2 separate regions of the Sus scrofa genome follow, and region 2 is linked to region 1. A link is a contact called in public HiChIP or PLAC-seq data. All regions are on one chromosome and are shown on one strand. Each heading gives the region's core, a stretch centred on a gene start, on an enhancer-like site or on the middle of the called end of the contact. The rest is flanking DNA. Distances are from core to core; before and after follow the strand shown.

Region 1 (6,155 bases), core at 671-3,170:
GAATAATGAATTCAGACAGGTGACCTCTTCTTCATTAAGGCAGCCCAGGGTCAAAATCCCAGATTTAAAAAGATGATAGACAAATTATGAGGTGATTTTTGACATTAAAAACAGTTTGGGAACTGAGAAGGATAAAGCTAGGAAGGAGTGTTAGAAACTATTTGTTGCACTCACCCTCCAATTTTGTAGATGAGAAAACTTCCCACAGAGGGAAAACGACCGGGCCAATGACTTTCTCATTCCTAACTCATACTTTTCAGAAGGGAGAGTTTTGCCACAGGAATTTTCATTTCTTAGAGCAATCAAAATATGATTTTATTTGAAAATATGTTATACATACATTCCTGGGAATATATCTATGTATACTGAAGGATGATGGCTCATGAAAGGAAGTGTGAATTTGTGTAGTACTTTATATAATGTGGTTCTAAACTCTGAATAAAGAATCCCATTCCATATAGAGAAGTTTTCATGCTTCCTATTAACAACTTGTGTTTAGAATAAATACATATTATGAATAGAACCACCTCTAGTAAGCAATTAATAAACATTCTTGGGTTATATATTGACATAAATATATTTTTAAACCTTAAGAGGAGACAAAGTATTAACAAGGTCAAGGTTACCCCATTTCCTCTTGATAACCTTGGTGGGCATCCTTTCAGCTGCCTTTTTAACACTTTCTAGCATCATCTCTATAACTTGCCTATGTGATTTTTCAGGTAGCAGCTGTGTGATCAAGTAGTTGTATGCATGTGCATGTGCACATGTGCACACACACGCAATGCTTCTAGGAACAAAAGCTGGCCCATAACATTAGCTCAAGTCAATAGAAAATAAAATGCTTTTCTTTCTTCCTTTTTTTTTTTTTTAAAGCTTAGTGCAGGCACCCTTCTTAGGGGCATGCTGTCAGTCCAGGCTTTTGTCCTGGCTGGCTCCTGATTTTTTAATGCAAGCTGAAAGTGCCACTCCTACAAACACACTCCTTGGAGCCCACTTTGGCTTGCTGCCACCTGCCCTTGCAGGATTAAGAAGCATGGATCCATTGCTATTATAGAGTCTGAAGCAGAGCCAAGAAGAAATCTCAAAGGACCCTCTCTCTAGACATATTCGAGTAGAATAAAAATGAGATACAAATGATGGCACGGTGCCTCTGGCACTCTGGGGGCAAAGTGGGGGCTGTGTTGTAGGTTAGGAGGATATTCCGGTTCTTGGGAGAAAAATTAAATTAAAACATGTTGTTGTTTTATGTATTTATTTATTTTTGGCCACACCCAAGGCATGCAGAATATCCCAGGCCAGGGATTGAACCCACACCACTGCAGTAACAGAGCCACAGGAGTGACACGGATCTTTAACCCACTGAGCCACAAGGGAACTCCCAAACATGTTATTCTTTAGCTATGAATTTCCTTCAGACCTCTTATCAACAGGGTGGATCTTTTTGTTGTTTATCCTCAGAGAGCAAATTGGAATTCCTTAAAGCAAACATACACATTCAGGGTTGTGCCGGGCAGAGTTGAGACGTGTCTCCATGACTTTTTATTTTCCCAGAATCCCCATCCTGCTAATAGTTAACAGAGAAAGCAATCGAAAGCACTCATTTATGCTAAAGTGTTAGACTTGATGTGCTACTTCTCCCAGAGGTACCTACACTCCAGAGATAGCTGCTTTCCAGAAGCTTGTGCAGAGCAAACAATATTTAACCTAAAAGAGTATACAGAACTAATGTTAGAAGTTCAGTGCTTTTAAATCACCCTTTCCAGAAAACCATCTATTAATGCAAGAGTGGATCTAAATATATCTGTCTGATGCGGTGACAGGGGGGAAAAAAAGAGGAATGTCATACATAACAAACCTAGAAGGATAAGTCATGACTTCCGCTATTTTTCCTTCCTGCTTCCCTTACCAATCATTTTAGCCCTCATAATGGTTCCAGCACCTTCACACCTCCAATGCCTCTGCCTTCATGACTAAACCAGTTCTGAAGACTCAGCAAAGCATGTCACATGTTTTATTAGTAAAGATAAAGTCAGTGCTGAGTTCAGTGCAAAATGAAATTAGGGGTCACAACCAATGCCACGGAGTAGAACAAAATGGGAAAAAGTTCAGAGGAGAAATGTCAGACCACATAAGAGCTACACAAGTAGCCTGCAAAGCTGTGGGAATCACTAATGTTTTTATGCGAAAGAAGGATATTTAAGCTAATGATGCTTGATTGTTTTTCCCTTTTATTCTAAGAGTAGGAAGTGAAAAAAAAAATCCACTTGATTGTATCAGGATCAGAGAATGTACCAGGTATTTGCTGACCAACAGCCTCTCTGTGCCTCTATCATCCCTTCAACCCCCATGCATTATTGTCATTTATTATGCTTTGGATCCAGCACAAGCAATTATACCTCAGTGTGGTGCCAGGGACGGGAGGAGTGGTCCACCCAGGGGCAGGCCACCCAAGGGTCCCTGGCCTGGAAAAGACCTAAAAACTAATAAAACCAGCTAGAAATCCAGTCTGCTTCCTATTATCACCATGGCAAGCAATTCTAAACAATGCCGGTAAAAAAATGCTCACCGCTCACCAGAAAAAAAAAAAAAATGCTGCAATTGCTGTTGAGTTTTAACAGTATAAATGTAAGCTGCAGTTTAACACATTTTCTATTGCTTCTTCTTTAGTAAACATATTCTGTGTTAAAGTTGATTCAGAGAATTAACTCTGCATTTATTTTGAGAGTAACTGCATAAGAAAGCTTGTTTTGAGCATACGTGATCAGCCTCTTTGGTCCTTCAGATTCCTTCAAATTCAATTCAAACAATTGATTCAAAATCAACAGTCATAGCACAATGATGGTAGAGACAAACAGAACTTGAGTTACTTCAATTCTGTCATTCTGTGTGACCACATGGAGTTTTTATTGTGTTTAAAGTTTCTGGCATTTATTGTCAAATGGGATTTTTATGCATCTCTGCCAAATGTATCCTTATGTTGAAAACTCTTCCTATTTATTTAAACTGTTACTTCAGGTGAAAGAGAGCTTCTGAAATTAAAATTAATGAAAAATGTTCTTTGATCAAAGATGGATCAACACATCATGAATATGGGAAGAAAAAGGAGTTTGACAAAGTCATTGACAAATGTGCAGAAGTTAATTGCAAAAACAGAAACTATAGCAATTGCTATTCATTACTATTAAAGATCAATAGGTAAGTCTAAGTTTTCATCTTTTTCTTCAAAAATACATTCATGAAATTGAAAGTATTATTCCATAACTCTTTTTCCTTTTTTTTAGATTATGACCTTTATTTTTATTTATTTATTTATTTATTTATTTAGTCTTTTTGCTATTTCTTTGGGCCGCTCCCGAGGCATGTGGAGGTTCCCAGGCTAGGGGTCAAATCGGAGCTGTAACCACCAGCCTACGCCAGAGCCACAGCAACATGGGATCTGAGCCACGTCTGCAACCTACACCACAGCTCATGGCAACGCCAGATCGTTAACCCACTGAGCAAGGGCTGGGATTGAACCCGCAACCTCATGGTTCCTAGTCGGATTCGTTAACCACTGCGCCACGACGGGAACTCCTTATTTTTATTTTTTTATTGATGTAATGCATAGGTTCATAAGAGAAATTTTCTGGCTGTGATTATTGGTTTCATTGTGTGATTTTACTAAAATTAATTTTGTTATATAGGAAGGAGGTATTAGAAATGATCTGCTCTGGATGTCAGATATTAGCCCTAGCACCCTAACCAGTCACCTATTCTGTTTGGGGGCTCCCTGACTCTCCTGCTCCCACACAGCCTCATCCCCACCCCCACTCCATTCCTTCACCCACCACTGCAAACAGGACCTGTTATTCAGGTGCTGGAGAAAGGCAGTTAAGATGTACTTAAGATAATTCACTCCTCCTCCCAGGTTCTTCCAGCTTTCCCCTTTTTCTTGTAGAGAAAGAAGTTAGGTTACAAAATTGGTAGGGTAAAACTCAAACCTCCATCCTCTTTTCCCATTTGTTGAGAGCAGAAATGAGCAGAAGCCTGAGCCTACAGGACACGCCTACCATCTGAGTAATGCTGGGGAGAGGGGTAGGAGACACGAGGATTCAGCTAGCACAGGCTTTGCTTGGACCCTCAGACCCCTGCATCTAAAGCCAGGAGCACTCAGTGGCTTTCCTCTCTGGAGGACAGTCTGATGACTCAAGTCTTGGCACCATCCAGGGGCCCTTGGTCTGGAGATGCAGTATTAATCAACACTGCCTGGAGCCCGCATCCCTCCTACCCTCCATACTCAGGCTCCCAGCATCACCTTAATGCTAGAGAGAGAAGGAAGTTTCCTTTTTCTTTTTTTTTTCTCTTTTTTCTTTTCTTTCTTTTTCTTTTTTTTTTTTTTTTTTTTGCCTTTTCTAGGGCCGCTCTTGCGGCATATGGAGATTCCCAGGCTAGGGGTCCAATATGAGTTGTAGCCACTGGCCTATGCCAGAGCCACAGCAACGCAGGATCCGAGCCGCGTCTGCAACCTACACCATAGCTCATGGCAACACTGGATCCCCATCCCACTGAGCAAGGCCAGGGATTGAACTCACAACCTCGTGATTCCTAATCGGATTCGTTAGCCACTGCACCACAACGGGAACTCCAGAAGTTTCCACTTCAATCCACGTACCTCTTCCCAGTCCACCCCAACTCTGATCAGCCTGATGTCCCTAACTCTGAATAATCAACACAAGAAGGAAGCTATTTCCCATCAAAATTTAGCACAGGATTATCATCACTTTTCAGTTCTCAAAAGGTTCCTGAATCATCCGATAGTGATTCATTATGTCATTAAGTGTCACATTTCCTTCATGTTGGTGACAGGGAAAAGTTATGATACTTATTTTTCATTTTTACTTACAAAATATAATGAATTCCACTGATGACCTATTTCTGAAATCCACCAATCAAAGGGAATCATAAAGTTCACCATAGTAACAGCTCAGTGTCAGCCCCCACGTGAGAACCACACAGCTTAGGAGGCCCCGGCCAATAGTAGGGCAGAGCAATGTTACCATCTCATAGCAACCAAGAGATCTGCATGGCAACATCAGTTGCTATATAAAAGAAAAATTAGAAACAATATTCTGCTAGGGAGAAATAAAGGTATTAACTGTTAAGTCATACTTGAGTCATGGTTGTGAGGACTCATCTTAAAATATCCATCTAAATATAGCTCAGATAATACCTGTCAGATCCAAGAGTCCACATGACTCTGCATAGGAACTCTTTACCCACCACCACCTGGAACCATATGACTCTGCATAGAACAGATTGCTTCTGCATAGGAAGGGAGAGTCTTTGAATACTAGGAACTGTAAGGCATATCAGGAGGCTAAATTATGCATGAATCATCACATTTAATCCCATGAGCTAGGCAGGGCAGATATCATTATTATCTATCACTAAATTCTCCATCTTCCCCCCACCCCAACCCCAAATTGCTTCCGCTTCAAGCTTTCCCATCTTCATTAATAGCAATACAATTCTTTTAAGTATTCAGACTGAAAACCTCAGAGGCCTCCTTCTTGACTATTTTCTTTCTCTCATGCTCAGTCAAATCCATCAGCAGACCCTCTCCTTTCTTTCAAGATATGTCTAGAATCCAGCACCTCCATGAGGCCAAACCACTGTTCTCTCTCACCTGAACCTCCTAACCTGTGTCCCTGCTTCATACCTACAGTCTGTTCTCAATACAGCCAAAGTGATACTTCCAAAATATGAGTCCTTGGCTCATGACCCTCCAAGAACTTCCGATCCTCTCACAGAGAAAACCCAAGTCCTCACTGTGACCTCCAAGACTGCACACAACTTAGTTCCCTCTTGTTCCCCTCTCACTCCCTCTCCACTACTGTGTGCTTCCTCACCGGCTCCAGCTACCCTGTTCTCCCTGCTGTTCTTCCAGCACATCAGGCTCCCTCCTACCTCAGTGCCTTTGCACTAGCTACTCTTCTCTGTTTGGAACCTTTTCCCTCCAGATACCCTCAAGGCTCACTCCCTCACTTCCTTCAAATATTCATGCAGATGTTACCTTCTAAGTGAACCCTTGCCTGACCTATTTTAAAACTGGACTCTGTACCCACATCCTTCACCCACTTCCTCTAACTCCCTTCTGTGATATAATTGATACA
Region 2 (5,555 bases), core at 1,686-4,185, 130 kb after region 1:
CACCTAGATCATTCAATAGCAAAAGTTCCCTTATGTCATAACTTTATTTATTTATTTATTTTTTGTCTTTTTGTCTTTCCTAGGGCCGCTCCCGCGGCATATGGAGGTTCCCAGGCTAGGGGTCTAATTGGAGCTGTAGCCACCGGCCTACACCACAGCCACAGCAACATGGGATCCGAGCCGCGTCTGTGACCAACACCACAGCTCATGGCAATGCCAGATCCTTAACCCACTGAACAAGGCCAGGGTTCGAACCCACAACCTCATGGTTCCTAGTCAGATTTGTTAACCACTGCGCCACAACGAGAACTCCAGTCGTAACTTTTTTAAAAGAAAAAAATTGTAGAGCGTGATTCTGCCAAATTCAGATCAGTGTTAGATGCATCACATTGGTTCAGATATCACTCAGTCTGTGAGTGGCCACATTTGTTTAGTAGCAACTTTCCTCATCAAAAAGGCTGTGGATCAGCATTTTCACATCAGAGTAAAACATGAGACCAGATGCTGCAATTTGACAGGACCAGTATAACTAGAAATCTTGGACCTGTAGGTGGTGAGAAGGCTAAAAGGAGGCAAACTTTGAATCTTGAATTAATTTTTACTGAAGGTTTTTATTTTTAAAATTTTATTAAATTTATAGAATTGTTGTCTATTATTATTGTCTCTTTTTTTTTAACTTTTTATTTTGAAGTAATCTTAGCCTTAGAGAAAAATTGGAAAAGTAATACAGTGAGTTTACATATACCCTTTTCTCAGCTTCAGCTAATGTTAATAATTGATATATCCAGGAAATTAATGTTGATACAATGCTATTACTAAACTGTAGGCAGTATTCAAATTCCAGTTTTTCACTGTCAATTTTCTGTTCAAGGATCCAATTCCTGATCCCTTATCCCATGTAGTTGTTGCATCTCTTTAATCTCCCCCAATTGGGGAGTTTCTCAGTCTTTGTCTTTGATGACCTTGGCACTTTTGAATATTGATCATTATTTTGTAGAATGTTTGTCTATTTGGGTTGTTTTGATATGTTCTCCTGATTAGATCAAGGTTATGCATTTTTTGGCAAAAAAAAAAAAAAAACCCAAAAAACAAACCCACAGAAGTGATGTGTCTTTGATGCATCATAATCAGAGAATACATGATATCACAATGTTTTATTTCAGATAATATTAACCTTGATCTGTTAAGATGGTGTCTTGTCAGGTTTCTCCCACTGAGAAGTTACTATTTTCCCCTTTAGAATTAATAACTATAGTAAAATAATATAATTAATAAACATCTTGGGGGAGATACTTTGAGACTATTTGTTGTTACCTTTTTAATTTTTTAAATTTTATTTTATTTTATTTTTTTTGTCTTTTTGCTATTTCTTGGGCCGCTCCTGCAGCATATGGAGATTCCCAGACTAGGGGTCGAATCGGAGCCGTAGCCACCAGCCTACACCAGAGCCACAGCAACACGGGATCCGAGCCGCGTCTGCAACCTGCACCACAGCTCACGGCATGCTGGATCGTTAACCCACTGAGCAAGGGCAGGGACCGAACCCGCAACCTCATGGTTCCTAGTCAGATTCGTTAACCACTGCGCTACGATGGGAACTCCTTTTACCTTTTTTAAATGCATGTATTTCGATCAGTGTTTTAATTAAAAATAAGAACTAGAGAAAACCCTAATTTCTGGGAATATCTGTCGAAACTAATTATTGCACAATACTTTCTGTGGAATGTGGACTCTGTATTACATTTTTTAATTTCATAGGTTGGTATACATTTAAAGTAGTTGGGGAAGATCCATTAATTTTTTTCAAGTTTAAATTTTATGCAAGGGACTCTTAAACCAAGCTTTAAAATTCATTGAATTACCACGAAAATTTAAATGATTAGTTAATATTATAGAAGTTTATTCCCATATTAGGGCAATAGCATTTATATAAACTCTCACTCAATACTTATAGTCAGAAAAGAGTTGGGGAATTTTCTTGTTTGTTGTTTAGTTTTCTACTGTAGTTCTTTCCTCCCCCTCCCCCGCTGTGTCCTTTTAATTTTAAACTCAATTTGTTTCAGCAGTTCCAGAGTGCTAGCTAGAGTTTGAGTTGTAGTCTTGATTTTTCTTCTCTATTAAACAATGAATATAATAGTTCCTACCTCCTAAAGTTGTTCTGGGGATTAAATCAGCTGATACGTGTTAAGTGTTTGACGCAGAGACTTAACCCAGGAAGTGTTGGACACCATGAGAAAAGGGGTAGCACAAGCATGAGTTGCCTGCCATTGTTGCATGCTGACTTCAGAAAATTATAGAATTTCCCTTGAATGTACTTTTATCAGATGTTTTATGTTCCAAATAACTATCTAATCCTGCCAAATTGGCTGCTTTCTGCAAAATTTTCTTTTGGAACTTGAGTGGTTAAACTTAGGGGAATTTCTGGTCTTGTTTTCTGAGAAGCGTATTATCATTTTAAGAACTTTGGTGATCTAAATGGGTTGAATATAAGCTAAGCTCGGGCAGAGATAATAAAAAATATTTGAATCCTTAGTTGTATCTTTTAAAATACATTTTCTAAATGTGGGAAATTAAGTGATCATTTTGGTGTAGGGTGGCAAGATTGTATTTAGACCTCCTTGCCTAGGCAGGAATACTGCCCTGAAGTTTTCTCTTGTCTGTCACTTTTCTGAGAATGCATGCAAGCCTTCTGTCCCTAGACTGTCTGTACTCATTTCTAATAATACATGTTGGGGTTTTTTTTGTTTTGTTTTGTTTTTTATTTCCTTTTCCTTCCTGATGGTGCTAGAAATCTGTCTTGGTGTAATTTCCTGCATTTCCCCTTGATTTCCTTTCTCCTCTTCCATTTTTAAAGTAAGTGTGCAAAGTCTACTTCATTTACTGATGTTTTTATCGTTGGTCACTACCAGGAAACAGGGTTGACAAATACAGTGAGCACTGAGGAAGTGACAAAGGTTCAAATAATCTCAAAAAGCCCTAGTCATGTTTGCATAGCTGTTACTAGTCTGTGTAGTGTAACTTGTCTAGAGTTTATTTTGCTTTTGAGCCCCTCTCCTGAATAGTCCCATAATAGGGTCTCTTATTTAGGAATCAGCCCCACCCAATCTTGTCTGGGGTGTGATTAGTAGTATCAGAAAAGCTGGCTACTTCTAGGAGCATCAGTTTTCCCATTTATAATATGGGAATAAATGATTGTACTTTTATAGTTGTGATTGAGATTAAATGAGTTAATATACATTTAACTAACATATGGGTTTCAATTCTAGCTCTGCCAAATACTATCTTTTTGGTCTTGAACCAGTCATTGGCCTTTCTGACTGACAACCTCTGTTATCTGGAAAATGGAGTTAATAAGACTTTACTATCTAATTCACAAGGCTATTGTGAGGGTTAAATAAAATAATCTTAGGTGAAAGCACTTCACTGATTAATGTTCTGTGCAAGTACAGGAGAGACCTTAATCCCAGGCTGATTCAAATTGATACCCCTTTGGATTTAAAAGTAGTGCTCCATGCTTTCCAAAGCCTGATTTTGGTTTTTCTAGGTATGGGTCCCCCTAGGTCAAAAAGATATTTCCTTATCTGGCCTCCACACATTAGCCTTTCTCTAAATGTCAGGCTACCCAGCACTGTCTGGCCTTACAGTTACTTCTTTGGCCACCCCAATTCCAGCCCCTTTCCTCCATCACTTGAGAGAGGTTGCTGCAATGTTAAAATAATTCAAGTGCAAAAAATATTAATAATTACCATCAATGTAAAATGATAGTTCTCCCATTTTCATTCCCAGCCACTCTTATCAAATCCAATAAAATACTAAAACTAGCTACCTTGCCTTCCCTTATCATAAGGCTTGGTAGTAACCTTTTAAGACATCAGTATGATTATGGTGGTAAGGAAATGTTTATTAAATACCTTACTGTATGTACCAAGCATTATACCAAAAATAGGGGAAATTCCTGAACTAAAAAAATGGTCATCCTCAATTTGAGATTAGAGCAGAGGTTCTTAGGGTGAAGGGTGGGGAGGAAGTTGGGGGTAGGGGTGGGAAGGTGAGACATTTTTCAACATGGGATGCTATGGCATCTATGGTGTATAAAGGCCAGGGATGCTGCTGAACTTACAGTGTCCAGATGGCCACCCCATCCCTGTCAAAATGTCAGTAGTGCCAGTGTTGAGAAACCCTAGTTTAAAGGAACAAATACTGTCTTTGGGAAAGATGTTAATTGCATTCTCGTCAGGATGAAAATATGTTATGTAGCTGATATAGTATCAGCATGTCATTTGGCCACCCTAAAGGGGGAGGTTGGGAGTTTGTCTGGTGGGGCTGTGTGTGCCCTCTCTCTGGAGAAGGGGAACATGGTCTTCACTTCCTTCAGCTCTACTAAGAAGCCAGAAGATACCTGCAGAGAGTAAAGTAGTCGCCTCATACTCTAATAGATGACACCATTATTTCTCCTATCCCTTTTTGCCTTTTATGGAGAAAATACTGCTTATTAAACCTGCTGATGGTGAAAGAAGGAAGAAGGTGATTAATTTTTCACTCTTATCAAGAAACTGCTATAAATTTACCTCCCTCCAGTCATCAGCTAAATTGATTTCATAAAAGAGCTCACACAAATATACCAAAACAGTTCCTTCTATTTGTCACACTTTTGAAATCAACCACAAGGGAGCTCTAGCATAGATGGAAATCTGTTTCATCAGAGATAATATATGCAATCCACATTATATTTTTCACCATAAAGAAGCATTATAACGTTTTCATGTTTTAAAACATTTTCCTTTTTTTTAATCACCTCTTGTGCCTACTCACTTGCCAACCAAAATAGAAGTGTTCAAAAGATTATGTAAACATCTTCTTAAGATCTGTTTTGTCCCTTGCTTAGTGTTTGTTTTGCTTCTTTTTATTTTTCAGGACAGGAATTTTGTACTTGTGTCTAGTAGGTAGTAAGCAAAAGGCTGTGTGCAATGTAAGTAATAGGGGGAAAATGTTATGTTGAGGGAGCAATTTGAACAAAGATGGATTTCCCAGTTTTCCTTGTTAAGGTAAAACTGACAATTACATAGTATAGAGAGTTACATGTTATAGAAAGTTCTTTTTCTTTGTGAAGACTTGATAAGAAAAGTTGTATTTCACTGGCCTTTAAAGAACAGATGATTAGAATGTTGTATCAAATTAATGAAACTATTTCTAAGAAATATGTATGTTATGGCTAATTTTTCAGGTTTTCCTAGCCCCCAAACACACAAAAAAAACCACGCACTCCACAATACATTTCTTTTAAAAAATCATCTAATTTGAGAAGATCTCTGCTGGTGAGAACAGCATGTATAATTTTCAAGGATCAAGCAGCACTTCAGAGTAATAGATATTATAGAAAACAGACTTGTCGTCTTACTGAGATTTTCTCTCTCATTTTTTCCAATCTCATGTAATGCTAATGGTGCTATTTCATGTTTTTTGTGCTAGATCACATTGGGATAAGACTGAATATATGGGGTCAGACCAACTAATTTAATTGATTTTCAACAGATGGGGCCAGTAATTGAGGCATT

The links. HiChIP or PLAC-seq counts read pairs in DNA pulled down with a chosen protein or histone mark.
Region 2: an H3K27ac HiChIP or PLAC-seq map of alveolar macrophages shows a contact between it and region 1. The contact joins two enhancer-like sites. A contact is called at or near these places in 2 of 47 Hi-C or Micro-C datasets (embryonic fibroblasts and epiblast stem cells) and 1 of 2 datasets of contacts at active chromatin or transcription factors (alveolar macrophages).

The regions. Positions count from the first base shown.
Region 1 is chr3:77,638,316-77,644,470 of Sscrofa11.1, forward strand. No RefSeq gene overlaps it. Among named protein-coding and RNA genes, the nearest start is that of PELI1, 99 kb to the right of the region's middle. Within about 2 kb of position 1,921, at least 4 of the 83 cell types and tissues checked have an H3K27ac peak or open chromatin away from gene starts, as enhancers often do. A contact at or near this core is called in alveolar macrophages, where this site is marked.
Region 2 is chr3:77,771,801-77,777,355 of Sscrofa11.1, forward strand. All of the region lies in intron 1 of PELI1 (E3 ubiquitin-protein ligase pellino homolog 1), which reads left to right. Among named protein-coding and RNA genes, the nearest start is that of PELI1, 34 kb to the left of the region's middle. Within about 2 kb of position 2,936, at least 9 of the 83 cell types and tissues checked have an H3K27ac peak or open chromatin away from gene starts, as enhancers often do. A contact at or near this core is called in alveolar macrophages, where this site is marked.